Regions from separate parts of the Mus musculus genome. Here region 1 is linked to region 2. A link is a contact called in public promoter capture Hi-C data. All regions are on one chromosome and are shown on one strand. Each heading gives the region's core, a stretch centred on a gene start, on an enhancer-like site or on the middle of the called end of the contact. The rest is flanking DNA. Distances are from core to core; before and after follow the strand shown. Region 1 holds the start of Hoxc6 (homeobox C6). Region 2 holds the start of B130046B21Rik (a long non-coding RNA gene).

Region 1 (7,244 bases), core at 2,165-4,664, 4.2 Mb after region 2:
CTTTCCCGCTTTATTCTTTTTCTGAGTTTTTATTTTCTGTTTTTGAATCCAGTAATTACAGCTCCCAAAGTGAAAGTCTGCTCTTGACACCAAGTCCCCTCTGAATACCTAATTCAGAAGGTCTAAGGTCCAGGGCTTTGCATAGACTGGCAGGCCTGATGGGGGTGTGTGTAGGGGGGCTTCCCTGATTTCTCTAGACTTGTTTTGATGGAAACAAAGACTGGGAGCCTCCCTCCTTCCCAAGACTTGTGCATAGTTACAGAGCTGCACTGCAGTTTTAATAAAACATCTGTTCTTGCTTCTGCTGATGAGCTTCCATAATTGTTTTCAGACAAATTTAACAGGAAAATATAAATATATTTAGAAAAATCCAAGTTCCGGCCCCTCCCCCCACAGACAGGCAATCTTTTGCCAAGGGAAGAGAGAGCACAAAATGGGAAAAAGAAAAATATTGTCCCAAGGAGGGAAGACTCAACTCATCTGACCTGCTCTTCCCCCATGGAGCAAATCCCCTCAGTAAATTTCAACTGCATAATTAAAGGTCTAACCAAAGGAAATGGACTTTCTCCCTTTAGGAATAAAAAGGGGCACAGGAAAGTATAGTGAACGTTGTTAACTTCCCCTAAAGTCCTTAGATGGAGGGAAGATATTTGTATTTCTGCTTCCCCTGGTCTCCCCCTTCCAGCATATCTGCCTTTTCCCCAGCAGCTGGTTTCTGTTCATTATAAATCGGCGAGACCTTTCAGGATCTGCCCTCTGTTTAGGAACGTAATAAAACACTTAACTTTTCCGGGCCCCGAGACTTACATTCTGCTCCTCAGGTCGCCCACCCCTGAGCACACCACCTTTAGGCCCCAAAAGAGAATCTCCCCAACTTTGGGGCCCCTTGAATCCCTAGAGGGAAGTACTCCAGGAAACTCAGGCATCCTTGCTAAGGGACTGTAGCACATGACTCCCCCCAAAACCCCTTCATCCCTCCCTCCCCCACACATCCATAAAAAAAATTTTTTTTAAGTATACAAAAGAATCCACACCCATGGAAGGCAAAACTTCATTAAGACATCCTATCTTCCATCATTCAATTTGTTTTACATTGCAACAATTTAATATCTTGAAGGAAGTACCGCTGACATGATTTATCTAGCAATCCCAGCTCTGAAATAGGAAGGGGAATTTACTCTTTCTTGCCATGGCTTCTACACGTTGTTACACTGTTACCCTCAGGGCAGACAGGAGGCTGGGAACTTTGAAAGAGGTTACTGGTGTCCAGGGGGGCACTGGCTTGTTCCCTAGCTCAGCCCAGGATAACCCCCCTCAGTTTTTTCTCCTCCTACCTCTTGCCCTGTAGGGGGACTGGAGCCCCAGCCAGCTGTTGGAAACCTCTGCCCAGGCATGCCATGAATTTGAGCACAGTTGGATTGGAAAGCAAAAAGCAATACACTACTGTTGTGTTTAGGGATAACTGCTATGTTAACCCCCCAGATGAGATTAACTTTTAAAAATCTCTCTCTTATTAGAAACCTTCTCCTCTGCCCTCTTCATCTTGGAAAGAAAATAGTGTAGTCAAAGGGTACTTGTAGCTTCAATAATAACAGGGGTCTTTCTTCTACTCCTCTAAATTCCAATCAGTTTTCCTCCTTTTCAAAGGCAGGGACTGGGTTTTTAAAAGCCAACACAACTTGTCTGGCAGGAAGACTCCTCAACCCCCTAAAGAGGTCCATGTATTAACTAACATTTTGTCTGCACTAGCTCTTACACACTGTCTGCTTTTGGGTTCGAAACTTTATCCCCCACCCCACCCCCTAGTGACACTCCAGGGAAACCTTAGCGTTACAGAAGATGAATAAACGAGTTTTTTTTTCCCCAGCATAGTCCCGTTTATGGCTTTATTGCTACCCATTGATTACTCCGCTTTGTTACACAGAAGGGAAAGATCATAAAACGCGGCAACATCCGGGTTCTTGTTATAGTCAGTCTCAAAAAAAAAATTAGTGAGGGGAAAATATGAGCTTTCACTGCTTCCTGCATGTACCTCACCATCTTCTCTTTGTCAGCTCCAAGCATTTCCAGTCTATGTCGATATCAAATTCTGCTTGGATTAATCAGAGGGAAACCCCAGCTGCACACCTTCTGCTGTTCACTCACTGCAGCTCTCTCTGTCGCTGAAGCATCTACAAAACTGCTATTTCCTAATTCCCTCCTCCCTTTTCTCAGCCTCAAGGTGGGGGAGAAAATGGAGGTAATGGAGACTCCAGTGGTGACTGGCTGAGGCAAGAGACCAAGTGATCCTCAGGAATACCTTTCCTGGGGTCTTCCAGCCTTACAACTCAGGTCCAGGGGCACCTCCTTTGGCAGGGCAGTGAATCCAGAGCAGACAGGGTCTTCTGATCTGAACTGGAGCTTGAGTGTGTTGGGAGGTATCTATTCATTGGAGTACCACCAAATTTCCTCTTTCGGGATGCATCCTATGTGAATTATACCACTGGCCTGGCCTGAGCTGGTTCCAAATCATAAATTCTCACCAACACAAACAGGAGTTGATTTCTTTAAAAAGAATCTCAGTCTCTCTCTCTCTCTCTCTCTCTCTCTCTCTCTCTCTCTCTCTCTCTCTCTCCCCTCTCTCTCTCTCTGTGTGTGTATTATTATAATGCTTTCTTTGAAGTAAAAATATTATAAAAGTTTCCCCAAAAGGTAGGTCCTGGGGAGGAGCACAAGGTTAGGAGGCAAAAGAGAAAAGATGCACACACTTCAGGATCCTCACTGTGCTCTGCAGTCTCATCCACCCCCTGTAGATCTGTTTGTCTCCCACACTGCCTTCCTCTGTGCACCATGTTTCAGGAAATTTCCTTTTCCTTTTGATTTAAAAAAAATATTGGAAAAAAATATGCTGTCTAGTGATGGGGACTCGCTTTATGAGTGTCAAGCCCAGAATATCTTCTAGAATTTCTGGGACCCTCTTTCTACTGGGAAGGATCTCCTCAAATGAAGCACCCAGAATTTAATTTTAGATACAATAGATGAAATGGGTCTGAAAACAAGGATCACTCTGCCACAGCACAGCAAAGTTAGCTGGGGTGGGGAGATTTCCTGGGACTAGACCTTTCCTTCCGCTGGGAACAAGGCCCTGCTCATAGACCTTCACCCCACCCCCAACCAGTTCATATATATGTGTGTGGTGTGTATATATACACACCACATACATATATTCTTAAAAGAAATCTAAGTCTTACTTTCAAAGCACATACTTAGTCTCAACTAGGGAATCAACAGAAGCAGAAGCGATTTTTTTCCCCTTTCTTGACATCTGGCTTGCGATTGGCTGGAAGGGGGTCAGCTGACTTTGTCATTTTGTCTGTCCTGGATTGGAGCCGTCCCTATAACCATCTAGTTCCGAGTACAAACTGGAGACAGAAATAAATATTAAAGAAATCATAGCCCGACCAGGTAAAGGCAAAGGGATGAATTCCTACTTCACTAACCCTTCCTTATCCTGCCACCTCGCCGGGGGCCAGGACGTCCTCCCCAACGTCGCCCTCAATTCCACCGCCTATGATCCAGTGAGGCATTTCTCGACCTATGGAGCAGCCGTAGCTCAGAACCGGATCTACTCGACTCCCTTTTATTCGCCACAGGAGAATGTCGTGTTCAGTTCCAGCCGGGGGCCGTATGACTATGGATCTAATTCCTTTTACCAGGAGAAAGACATGCTCTCAAACTGCAGACAAAACACCTTAGGACATAACACACAGACCTCAATCGCTCAGGATTTTAGTTCTGAGCAGGGCAGGACTGCGCCCCAGGACCAGAAAGCCAGTATCCAGATTTACCCCTGGATGCAGCGAATGAATTCGCACAGTGGTGAGTTTTACAGCTCCGAGATATAAATTAAATAAACTGAACTGGCTTTATGACCGGCTTCCCTAGAAGAACGGGCGGAGAGAGTTTTTTATGGCCCCATAAAAACAATCACGCTCGTCTCCTCGCCGACACCGAGACAGGGCCCCCTCTTCAGCCCCCTCTGCTCGCCTTCCGCGCTGGCTCGCAAGGGCCTGGCCCCCTCGGTCCCTGACGGATTGGAGGGCTCCAAGAGGAGCTGAGGGGGTAGAAACAGGGCAGGGAATGAGGGGAGGGGACAGAAGGTGGAGGAGCCCCCCAAAGTCTAGTTAGGCCGGAGAAAAGGAAGGGAGTTAGGAAAGGGCAAAGAAGTGGGGAGAACTTTCCAGGGATCTAGAGTGTTGGGGAAGGTGGGGGAGCCCAATCCTTGAGAGATGGGGTCCTTATCCCCAGTAGTTGGTACTTTTTTTTTAAAAATCAGCTTTTAGACAGCCAGCTTTCTGCCTGTTTTTGCCCCGCCCCCCAGCTTTCTTTGGGACACACTTCTCCCACCTCGTGGGAGAACTGAATGAAGTTGGGGTTCTGGCTGTCCCCCCAGTGGGGGTGGGGCAGGGCAAAAGGGAGAAAGCTAAAGCCCGAAGGGGCTGCGAGCTGTGGGCCAAGTTGAGAGGGTCTGGACTTTGCTAGACGAAAATGTCTGCAGAGGACGCCTTGCTGATTGTTTTTAGTGTGTTTTGTGCCTGGATCTCTAGGGGTCGGTTACGGAGCGGACCGGAGGCGCGGCCGCCAGATCTACTCTCGGTACCAGACCCTGGAACTGGAGAAGGAATTTCACTTCAACCGCTACCTAACTCGGCGCCGGCGCATCGAGATCGCCAATGCTCTGTGCCTGACCGAGCGACAGATCAAAATCTGGTTCCAGAACCGCCGCATGAAGTGGAAAAAAGAATCTAATCTCACGTCCACACTCTCAGGGGGTGGCGGAGGGGCAACCGCCGACAGCCTGGGAGGAAAAGAGGAAAAGCGAGAAGAGACAGAAGAAGAGAAGCAGAAAGAGTGACCAGGACTGTCCTTGCACCCCTCTCTTCTCCCTTGCTCATCCCAGCTCCCCGAATCACACACTCTGTATTTATCTCTGGCACAATGATGTGTTGTGACTTCCTAAAACAAAACAGGGAGTCAGACGTGGACCTAAAAGTCAGCTTTGGACCCCCTCCCTCACTGCACAACTCTTCACTCGTCTCTTCCTCTAGCTCCCTCGCTAGCTTCTTCCTGGCTTGTCTGCAGGCCCCTTCCCTCGCCTAGGCCTAGGAGACCTGAACCTCGCTTCAGACTCCTCAGATGTCTCTCCAAGTGAGCCCTAGGCTCCCTCCCCACCCCCGACGCCCTTCACCCCCGCCCTCCGGCGCAGAGAGCTGGCTCCAGGGCCTGGGGCCTCCACTCGGGGGCCTCAGGGCCCGGCCTGACAGCCGGAGGGCAGGAGGCCTCAGGAGGGCGCGCCTTGGCCCTGCAACAACCCCCAGGGCCTCTCCCCAGTCCCTGCCCGGTCCCTCTGCCCCAGCAAATGCCCAGTCCAGGCAAATTGTATTTAAAGATTCCTGGGGGTCATTATGGCATATTTCGAACTGTGACCGTTTCTGTGTGAATATTTCTAGCTGTATTTGTGGTCTCTGTATTTATATTTATGTTTAGCACCGTCAGTGTTCCTATCTCATTTAAAAAAGGATTTAAAAAAAAAAGAGGGAAAATAACAAAAAGAGAAAAAAAGTGAATGACGTTTGTTTAGCCAGTAGGAGAAAATAAATAAAGAAATAACCCCCTACGTGTTATCCTCCTGTATAAATCCGACCTCTGGATCCGTTCTCGAATATTTAATAAAACTGATATTATTTTTAAAAGTTTATAATCCGCCTGTCTGCTCTTTCTCCCGCCCGCTGGCTTGCCAGCAGAGCTCTCGCGCGGCCTGCAGCTTGCAAAGCCCCCAGCCCTCCGCACTCGCCTGCCCTGCAGCCAGGCGCTGAGCCTCTGTCTCCGGGTTCTCCTGACCGAGATGGGGTTCTGAGAGGCCTCTGGGACCCTCCCTACACGGAACAGCACACACCCCGGAAAAGAAAAAGAGGAAAGGGGCCGCCTGGACTTTCGCTGGGGGCGGGGAAGCTTGAGTGAGCCGGGTTGGGCTCCAAGCCCCACGCGGGCCTTTCTTCCTGCCTGTAGCAGCCAGGGATCTTCGGCTTCTGAGCCCTGAGCCCAAAATGCAAGAAAAGGAGCCTGATCCGAGCACTAGGGTCGCTCCCACCCACTGCCAGCAGAATGGGGAGAAGGAGAACTAGCAAGCATGCCTCCAGCCCGCCAGGCCGGCTGTTGTGAAACCTGGCTGAGGCTCCCTGGCAATCCAAGGACCTCAGGAGTCCGTCCGCAGAGACTGAGCGATCCAAGGACGACTGGAAAGAGAAAGACTGGAAACTGAGTTCTGGCCTGTTCTGAGACTCCTGACCCGCCAGACAAAAGTCCTTCTTCCTTACAGCCCAGCCTATCTGGTTCCTGCCTCTTCTCTCCTCAAACCTGGCGCATGAGGGGCACAGTAGGACCCTAACCCTTTTTCAGATCCAGCCTTCTTTCCCCAAGGCTCAGCATAGAAACCTGAGTGGGCCTAGGGGAAGAAGTGTGGGTGGGAGGTCTCCCGGAGGGGGAAAAATCGGTCTGAGTTTTCCAGACTCTCCAGGTCCCTGCCACCGCCCCCCTCCTCCAGATCCTCGGCCAGCGGGGGTTGGGGGGAGAGTTCTGGCAGAGACTGAGAGTTCCTCAGTTCCTGAGGAAATGTGGGCAGTAAAGAGTAGGGTCTGGGACTAAGAAAGGGGATAGGACCCAAAGGTTGAAGAAACCCTGGCCAAAGACTGTGTCTGGGTTGCCCGACTCCCTGCCTGCCCACCCACCTCCCCATGAGCCTTCTATCTTGAAACCTGGGCTAAGAGCTTACCTCTAAAAGAACAAAAGCAGACTTTTATCTCTGCCTTGCTCATAATATTTGTGGAGGTTTCAATCTTGCCCCTCTATGCTCTTGGGGGTCATCTGAAATATCTGGCATTCTCATGGTACCACATGAAGACCACACAGAGCTGTAGAAGGGCCCTCCAGTTCATTGTGTCTAGTTACATGCATAGGAATGTTGCCTCTTGCAACATGTTAGGGTTCCTAACATTGTGAAGTCTACCCAAGTTCACCTGGCCCCTCACCTCCAGTCACATCCCAGAGAGTACCTAGGACTCTCAGCCTCAGGACCTGTCTGCTGCTTCTGCTCATTCAGGAACCCTCTCTCCTCTTGGGTATCCTGCCTACCTCCCAGAGGTTAATTTTTCCAAGCATACAAGACAAGCTTCTCTTTATCAAAACTGAGTTCAATCCTCCCAAGC
Region 2 (7,248 bases), core at 4,649-7,148:
ATTGCTTTTCCCATGTTGCCTTGGAATTCCTGGGTTCAAGGGATTCCCCACCCACAACCCGCCATGTAGCCGGGACTACAGGTGTATGCGTCTGCCCCATGTGAAGGTCAGATGCTTGCTTTATGCTTGCCTTCAGTAACCTCTTCGTGACCAAGGCCTCTTTCTTCCCAGGGCCTTGTTCCCTGTGGAACTCATGTCTTCTCACATTCTGGACGCATCTGTTTCCTCATCATCTTTGTGAGAACTACCTCAAACATCCCTTCTTCAGCTTTCCCTTGGCAGAGTGACCTTGCCTGCCCGAACTCTTGAAATGCTTTGCTGGCCATCCGTGTATGCAGTAGACCAGGCTTGCACCTGCATGAGGACACAGGTTAGGTGTCTCTCATTTTGCCATCCTTGCTAGCACCAGATAGGGACATTATATGCCCTCATCAAATGATGAATAAGTGGATTCATGGATGAAGAAGCAGACGCATGGATAGATGGATATGGAGAGGCACTTGAATGGATGATAGATGAGATGTGGATAGATCAGTAAGTGCATAGGTAGGATGCATGGATAGATGCATGCATAGGAAGGATAGATAGGTGAGTGGGTGGATGGGTGGATGGATGGAAGGATGACTGGATGGGTGGATGGGTGATGATTGGATGGATAATTGGGTGGATTGATGGGTGGGTGGATGGATGGATGGATGGATGATTGGATGGTTAATTGGGTGGATTGATGGGTGGGTGGATGGATGGACTGATGGAGCATTTATCCACAGATGACTTGTATATCCTAGTTAATACAAGGAGATTCAAAGAAGGGAGCCTACCCCCATGGCATGCCATGAAGAGGCAGGAACACCCCTAGTTTAAATTTTTCTCTCTATGTGCACCCTTGAAGACTTGTCTCCCAGAGGCATTTGTGGCTATATCCCATTCCCTATGAGTCCAAGTCAAGGAGGTGTCCTCCTCCCACTTCTTTCCATAAAATATGGAAGAGTTCACAAATTTGAATGTTGGCCTTGCAGAGGCACTGCGCTAATCTCCTCTCAGCTGCTCCAAATTTAGTGTAAAAGTGATCTCCCCAAAGGTAGAAGGTGTGCCCGAGTCTCCTCGATGTCCCTGGAACACATGGTTAGTGGGCAAGTGGACAACTGAGTAATTACTGAGAGAATACTACCCTGTCCTCAACGAACACTCTGTGCACACATCCCAGGACCCTGCATTGAGCGGCTCTCCTCTCTTGCAAACACATCCACATTACTGATCTCTGTTTTGTTTTGTTGTTTTTTGGTTTTTCTGAGACAGGTTTCTCTGTATAGCTCTGGCTGTCCTGGAACTCACTTTGTAGACCACGCTGGCCTCGAACTCAGAAATCTGCCTGCCTCTGCCTCCCAAGTGCTGGGATTAAAGGCTGTGCCACCACTGTGCTCACTGATCTCTTTGATGTCCCAGTTATAGCTCTTGGGTTCCCCACCCATTTGTAGGGGGACCCAGGACACCTCAGAGCTCTCCCAAGTCTAAAAAGGGCAGGGTTCCTGGCTCCCTTAATGCCTTATCAAGCACAACAGAACTCAGGGGCAGAAAATGTTCCCAGGAAGAACTTAGCTGTGGGGAGAGTCATGGGGTCCCCTGCTAACCTAAGATGTGTTGCCCCCAAAAGAGTAGCCCTCCAGGACCTGCTGTCTTTTCTCCTGATCAAGGGGGCAGTTCCAGGGTGGGGGTGGTTGTGCCCTCCTTCAGAAGGCTGGGTAGCTGGCAGACACAGCTAGATTTAGAAGTCATTTTCACAGCAGGGAGTCGCTAACCTGCCACCCACAGGGCCCCATGGGGCCTAAGATACTACTTACCAGGGTCTGGCCCTGAAACCTGCAGACACTCCTCTCCTTCTCTCCCAGAACTTTGGCAGCTGGCTCCGACTCTATCCTTGGCAAGCTCTGGAAGAAGGCACGTGTTGCCCTGACACCCTAAATACCCAAATGTTCCCCCACACAAAATGGGTGGTTGTTACCTAACCTAGGATATGCCTTTTTCAATGCTGGGGACCAAACTCAGGACTGTGTACATTCTAGCCACACATGCATACTACCATTGAGCCACCACCACAACCCGGTTCCAAAGGGACTTCTTTTTTTTTTTTGGAGACAGAATCTTGCTGGGCTGAACTGGGATAGGCTGGAAGTTGCTGTGTAAACCAGGCTGGGCTCAAACTCATGACCATTCTCCTGACTCCAGTTTTCAAGAAAGTGCGCCATGCCTGGCTTCCTTCTCTCTCTCTCTCTCTCTCTATCTATCTATCTATCTATCTATCTATATATATATATATATATGTTTTATTTTGCCTGGATGGCATGCAGCTCATTATGTAGACCAGGCTGGCCTTGAACACCCAGAGACCCACCAGCCTCTGCCTTCTGAGTGCTGAGATTAATGATGGAGAGTGCCACCAATGGAGAGTGCCACCAACCGGGCTTCTTTCCCTAATTTTTATCTACAAGTCACCTCCTCTGTGAACTCTCCCTGGATTTTCTAAAACTAGGATCTCCCTTGATTGACTCTTCCTAGAACTTAACACAACCGTCCTCACTGTCAGACAGGCCTTGCCATTTCTGCCCTTGAGCCCAGCCCAGAGTCTAGTTCCTAGGAAGTGTTCAGTAAATGCTAGGTTTCGCTTGGCAGCAGAAAGGACTGCATTGGACGTGGTAAGACCTTTGGTATCTTTGATCTTTGCCCAGGGTGACCCGGCTTCCTTGGCCTCATCCACCAAGAGCAACAGGAAATGTGTAGGTTTCAGACAGGATCGCAGGTGAATGAATATTCCTGCTGAGCTCCGACCAGTGAACGCCCCTAGAGTTGGGAAACCCGAGTAGGAGACCCTTATCTGCTGAATAGAAGCCAGCTGTGGCTGTGGTCTGGGAGCCCTGCCCCCTCTGCGTCCTGCCTTTGGGTCTCTCTGGGTGTGATGTCAAGCTAATTGGAGGCTAAAAGCCTGAGTGGTTTGAGAGCGGTCTAAGGAGTTGCGGGAGTTAGGGTTAACGGGAGTAGGGACAGAGGGATGGGTCACCAGACCTGGTGACTGAGTCTGGGCGAAGCCCCCGCTCCTGCCCAGCCGATGGCTAAATTTACCTAGACTGACTCAGCCCTTGCCCGGAATGAGGGGTGGGGGGGAGTGCACCAGGGCAGAGGGAAGAGCCGGCAGGGGTGCGGCGGGGGGCAAGGAAGGGAGAGTCCCAGCCAGGGAACAGGGTGGACTAGAAGTTTCCACCAGAGAGGAGTCCTCCTCCCCCTCACAATGAGCGGGAAGAAGTCAAGAAGGACTGAGGGAGGGACACAGTGGGGGATAGGTCAGAGAAAGAGAGACTCCAGAGCTGCATAAAGGGGCGAGTAGATTTATTGGGCGCCTGCTATGTGCCAGGCACTGTGCAAGACGCCTTATATACATTACCTCATTAAATCCTCACAACAACCCTGCGAGGTAGGTGTTTATAAACCCCCATTTGACAGATGAGGAAACTGAGGCTCAGGGAGGTGAAGTGATTTGGCCAAGGTCACATGGCTAATAAATGGCAGACACAGAGGAAGTGCCCAGGGTTGGAAAGAAAGAAAAGAAAAAGAAAAAAGAAGAAGAAGAAGAAGAAAGGCTTAAATGTCAGTCTCAAACCGGTTGGCGTGGATTAATACAAAGAAGGGCTCGGCGCGCCCCAGAAGTCTGGGAGGCCGGAGGCCTGCTCCCGGCCCCGCGCGCGGTTTGGAGGTGTCAAGGCAGGAAACCGGCGCCGGTAACTAGGGATCCAGATAACTGGCAGTGCTGGTGTAGGGGCACTCGAGCACCAGCAACCGGGGGAATCCGCGACCTGCGCGCGCCCCGTAGTGGCTACAGCGAGTATCACACCCCGCACCGTCTGCTGAAAAATCCACCTTCCTCCTTGCCTGGCTGTTTTCCTTGGAGAGACACAGAAATTGTCAAGGTCCTATCCGGTGGGCGATACCGTCTGCGTGGAAAATCCCGGTAACACTTCAGAGCGTCACTAAGGACACGGAGATGGAGGAGAAGGGGAAGGCCTAAAAGTGTCCCAAGCTGATTCATTGGCTACCTTCCCTCTCCAGCTTGGGCCACAGCAGGCTAGAGGCAGTGAGAGGGCCATGATCCTGCTCGGCTGTGGGAGCACTCACCTAAACTGGGAAAATTGGAATAGAAGCCCTTTGTCCGTTTAAATCTGAAGACCTTGACAGTCTTCCGAACTGAGGATGACCGAAGTGGGTAAGAACCCTCAGATTCTCTCTACTCGCTTATTCACAAAATCCTAGGGACAAAAGAATGGGAGGCAGAAAGCGCTCATTTTACATTTACAGAAGTCCGGGATGCCCGGGCGCAAAAATAGTTACTCTGAGGTCCACCAGCTAGGTCAGTGGCAGAGTTGGAATTGAAACTTGAGTTGTAACATCAAAGAGAGCCCTCTCGCCAGGTTGCTGGTTGTGTGTATGCATTCATTTCTTCTCTGCCCAAAGTTCCTCTGTCTCCTCCACTCAGTCACTAGGTTCAAGGCCTCTCCATTACTTTTTCTCTCCTGTCAGGGACCCTGCCCTGCCCATCGCAGGCACCATCCCTGCCCCTTCTCTTTCTCTGTCGGAACAGTTCCACACCGAATGTAGCAGGTGTGGATGGCCCACCCACACTTTCCCTGAAACTAACCCTTGAGTTGGCAGACGCTACCTTCCCTGGTTCCTCCTCTCTCCTCTGTTTCAAGTGTGGGAACAGGTATAGGTGGGAAAGAAGAAAAGGAAGCAAACGAAGCCTGGAGAGAGAGAAGGAGCAGGTGAGCCCAGGGTGGATGGGCTGAGCGACACGAGAACAAAGAGGGGCATCGCTCACTCCCTCTCTCTATTTCCCTGTGGCGTTTTCCTGGTGTCCTCTCGGATGAAGCCTTCCTCGGTTTGACTGATGACATCCACAATCTCCCGGATACTGTCGCTCAGCCCTGCTGTCTTCCCGCCTTCCCTGGGCCGGGTGTTCCCAAGCGCAGGCAGGGTCCTCTCATTCCGCCAGGAGGCGCCTGGGGCGTCTGTGTCGCTTCCATCAGAGGAGCCGCTATGGACGCTGAGATCCTCCGCTTCGTCTGAGTCCGAATCTGGGGCGGTGTGGCGGCGGATGCGGGACACGGCTTCTCGCAACGCCCCGGCGTAGGGCCCTGGAGTCCGCGCCCAGCCCCCGCCCGCGCGCCGCGGGACACCAGCCGCTTCTGAGCCCTTCAAGCTGCCGGCGCATACCGGAGCCGCTGGGCCTAAGGTCGGGTGCTCTTGGCTACCTGGCTGCGTGGGGGCGTCTCGCGGGTTCACTTCTCCGACAGGGAACCCCAAACCGCTGGAGGAGCGCTCCTCCAATGAAGAATCCCCCTGCTGTCCGACCTCGGCCTCGCACTCGCGACCCTCGCTCGGTTGGTTTAAGACTCGACTGCTCAACAGTCGCTTTTGGCAAACTGAAGGGTTGGCAGCGGCCCCCTCGCCCTCCTCCTCGTGACAGGGCTTGGGTTGACTAAGGCTGTCGCTCACACTGCACGACTCCCCAGAGGGCACGAGCTGACCCTGCTGGGTTCGAGGGGTCGGAACGTACTGGGACTTTATCACCACGCATGTGGCGTCAATGACAAAGATGCCTTCTCTACCAGCGGGACCTCGGGAAATGCGGGGCAGGGTGTGGGCACGGCGGGTCACCTTCCAAACTTCCAGGGTCTCATGTTCTGCCCCCTCTCTTTGACCCAGGGACTCTTTCCACCCGGTGCCTCCAGGAGCCCAGGGTCTAGGGAGCGTCTGGCTGTGCCTAACTGGAGGCTTTTTAGGGGAGGCAAGCCAACACGTGGGAAGCCATATCTGCTCACTTCCTTCTTTCCCTTTCCTTGACCCCCTGAGGTGCTGCCTGGACCTGGGAACAGGACGAGGTGGGCTGCTGATCGCGGACCTAGAGAGAGCTGCGTCCGTGCCTGGACCGCCAGTCGTTTTGCCTTGGGAATGACTATCGCCAGCACTGTTCAGGCCAGCAGCAACTAGGCCTGAGCTTTTCTCTATAGCCCCTTTGCAAGACTCTGGCCTAGCTCTGGCTGCTGTACAGCCTGGAGCACCTCCTAAGAGTCCCCGTCCCTGTCTGAGACCCCAAGCTCCTAGAACATCCCGGTAGATTCGAGGATCCAGCCTCTTCTTCGTGCGCCCTCCCTCTGTCCTGGTGGTGGCTGGAACTGGGGCTGATGAGGTGGGCGCCCGGGAGAGCTCCGGGCCTCGCTTAGTCCCCAGGGTCCTGTGGGGACCTTCATAAGAAGGTGGAGCCACATAGGGTGGCGGCCGGTCCCAGCGGCGCCTTGGGGCTGTGCCTGCAGAGCCTCTCAACAGCAGGTGAGCCTCGTAGCTAGGGGGCCCTGGCCTTCTGCCTCCCCATGGCCCCGCCCATGCAACCCCTGGGTCACCCTGCGGGAGCACGGATGGTCGGGGCGCTCGCCCCACCTGCCCGAAGCGCTCTGGTCTGGAGAAAACTGGAAACCCTGTAGGTTGGGCTGCCCGAAGGGCGTTCCGGGGCTCTGGGCGGGGCTGACCTAGGGGACTCCGTCGGGCCCCGCCAGCCTTGCGCCTTTTTCTCTCGGTCTCCTTGGCCTCCCGCTCCTGCGACGCCGCCTTTCTTTTCTCTTGTTCCCGGGCTCGGACCTCGGCGGGGGGGCCCGCCCGCCAGTTGGTTGCCTCCTGCAGCACCCTGGAGGCCCAGGGTCGGCGGGGTGGCGGCTCAGGGGATCCCGGGCGCAGCCTACACCTGGGACAATGAGCAGGAACCCAGGTGAGCAGTTTGCGGGGACAGAGAGCCGAGGTCCGGGGAGCTGGGAGCACTGGAGACCACTTGGGGCAGCCATGTGGGAGGGTTCGTGTGAGTGTCTGAGCGAGTGCACGTGCGTATATGTTAGGGCTAAAGTCGAAATGAGACTCCTCGCCATCTCTCCATGCACACTTTAACAGCGACTGCCCCCATCTCACCGCCTGCCACTAGTACTCCTGTCCCCCTAAACAGCGCTCAATGATTCAGGCCCCAGTCCTCGACGAGTGGGGGGAGGGAGGCGCGGGAAAGAGAAGGGAACAGCAGCAATTGCTGGTGCCAGCGGGGAGGTCTGGACCCCACTTCCCGCCCCACCACTTGCTGCCCCTCACCCCTCCTTCACTCACGTGCGGCTCTGGGGCCCACGGGCCCAGTAGCTGGCCTGGATGTCCATGGACTGTCGAGAA

The links. Promoter capture Hi-C pulls out the DNA fragments that hold promoters and counts their contacts.
Region 1: a contact with region 2 is called in a promoter capture Hi-C map of embryonic stem cells, with 6 read pairs. The contact joins the promoter of Hoxc6 here to the promoter of B130046B21Rik in region 2. A contact is called at or near these places in 2 of 39 promoter capture datasets (both in embryonic stem cells).

The regions. Positions count from the first base shown.
Region 1 is chr15:103,006,148-103,013,391 of GRCm38.p6, forward strand. It overlaps Hoxc6 (homeobox C6), which reads left to right and starts at 3,415. Exons shown (of 2, transcript NM_010465.2): 1 at 3,415-3,858; 2 at 4,587-5,734. The coding sequence starts at 3,459. The coding sequence ends at 4,894.
Region 2 is chr15:98,800,417-98,807,664 of GRCm38.p6, forward strand. It overlaps B130046B21Rik (a long non-coding RNA gene), which reads left to right and starts at 5,899. Exons shown (of 3, transcript XR_003951472.1): 1 at 5,899-6,808. Ddn (dendrin) reads right to left here. Exons shown (of 2, transcript NM_001013741.1): 1 at 7,189-7,248; 2 at 3,366-6,784. The coding sequence ends at 4,861.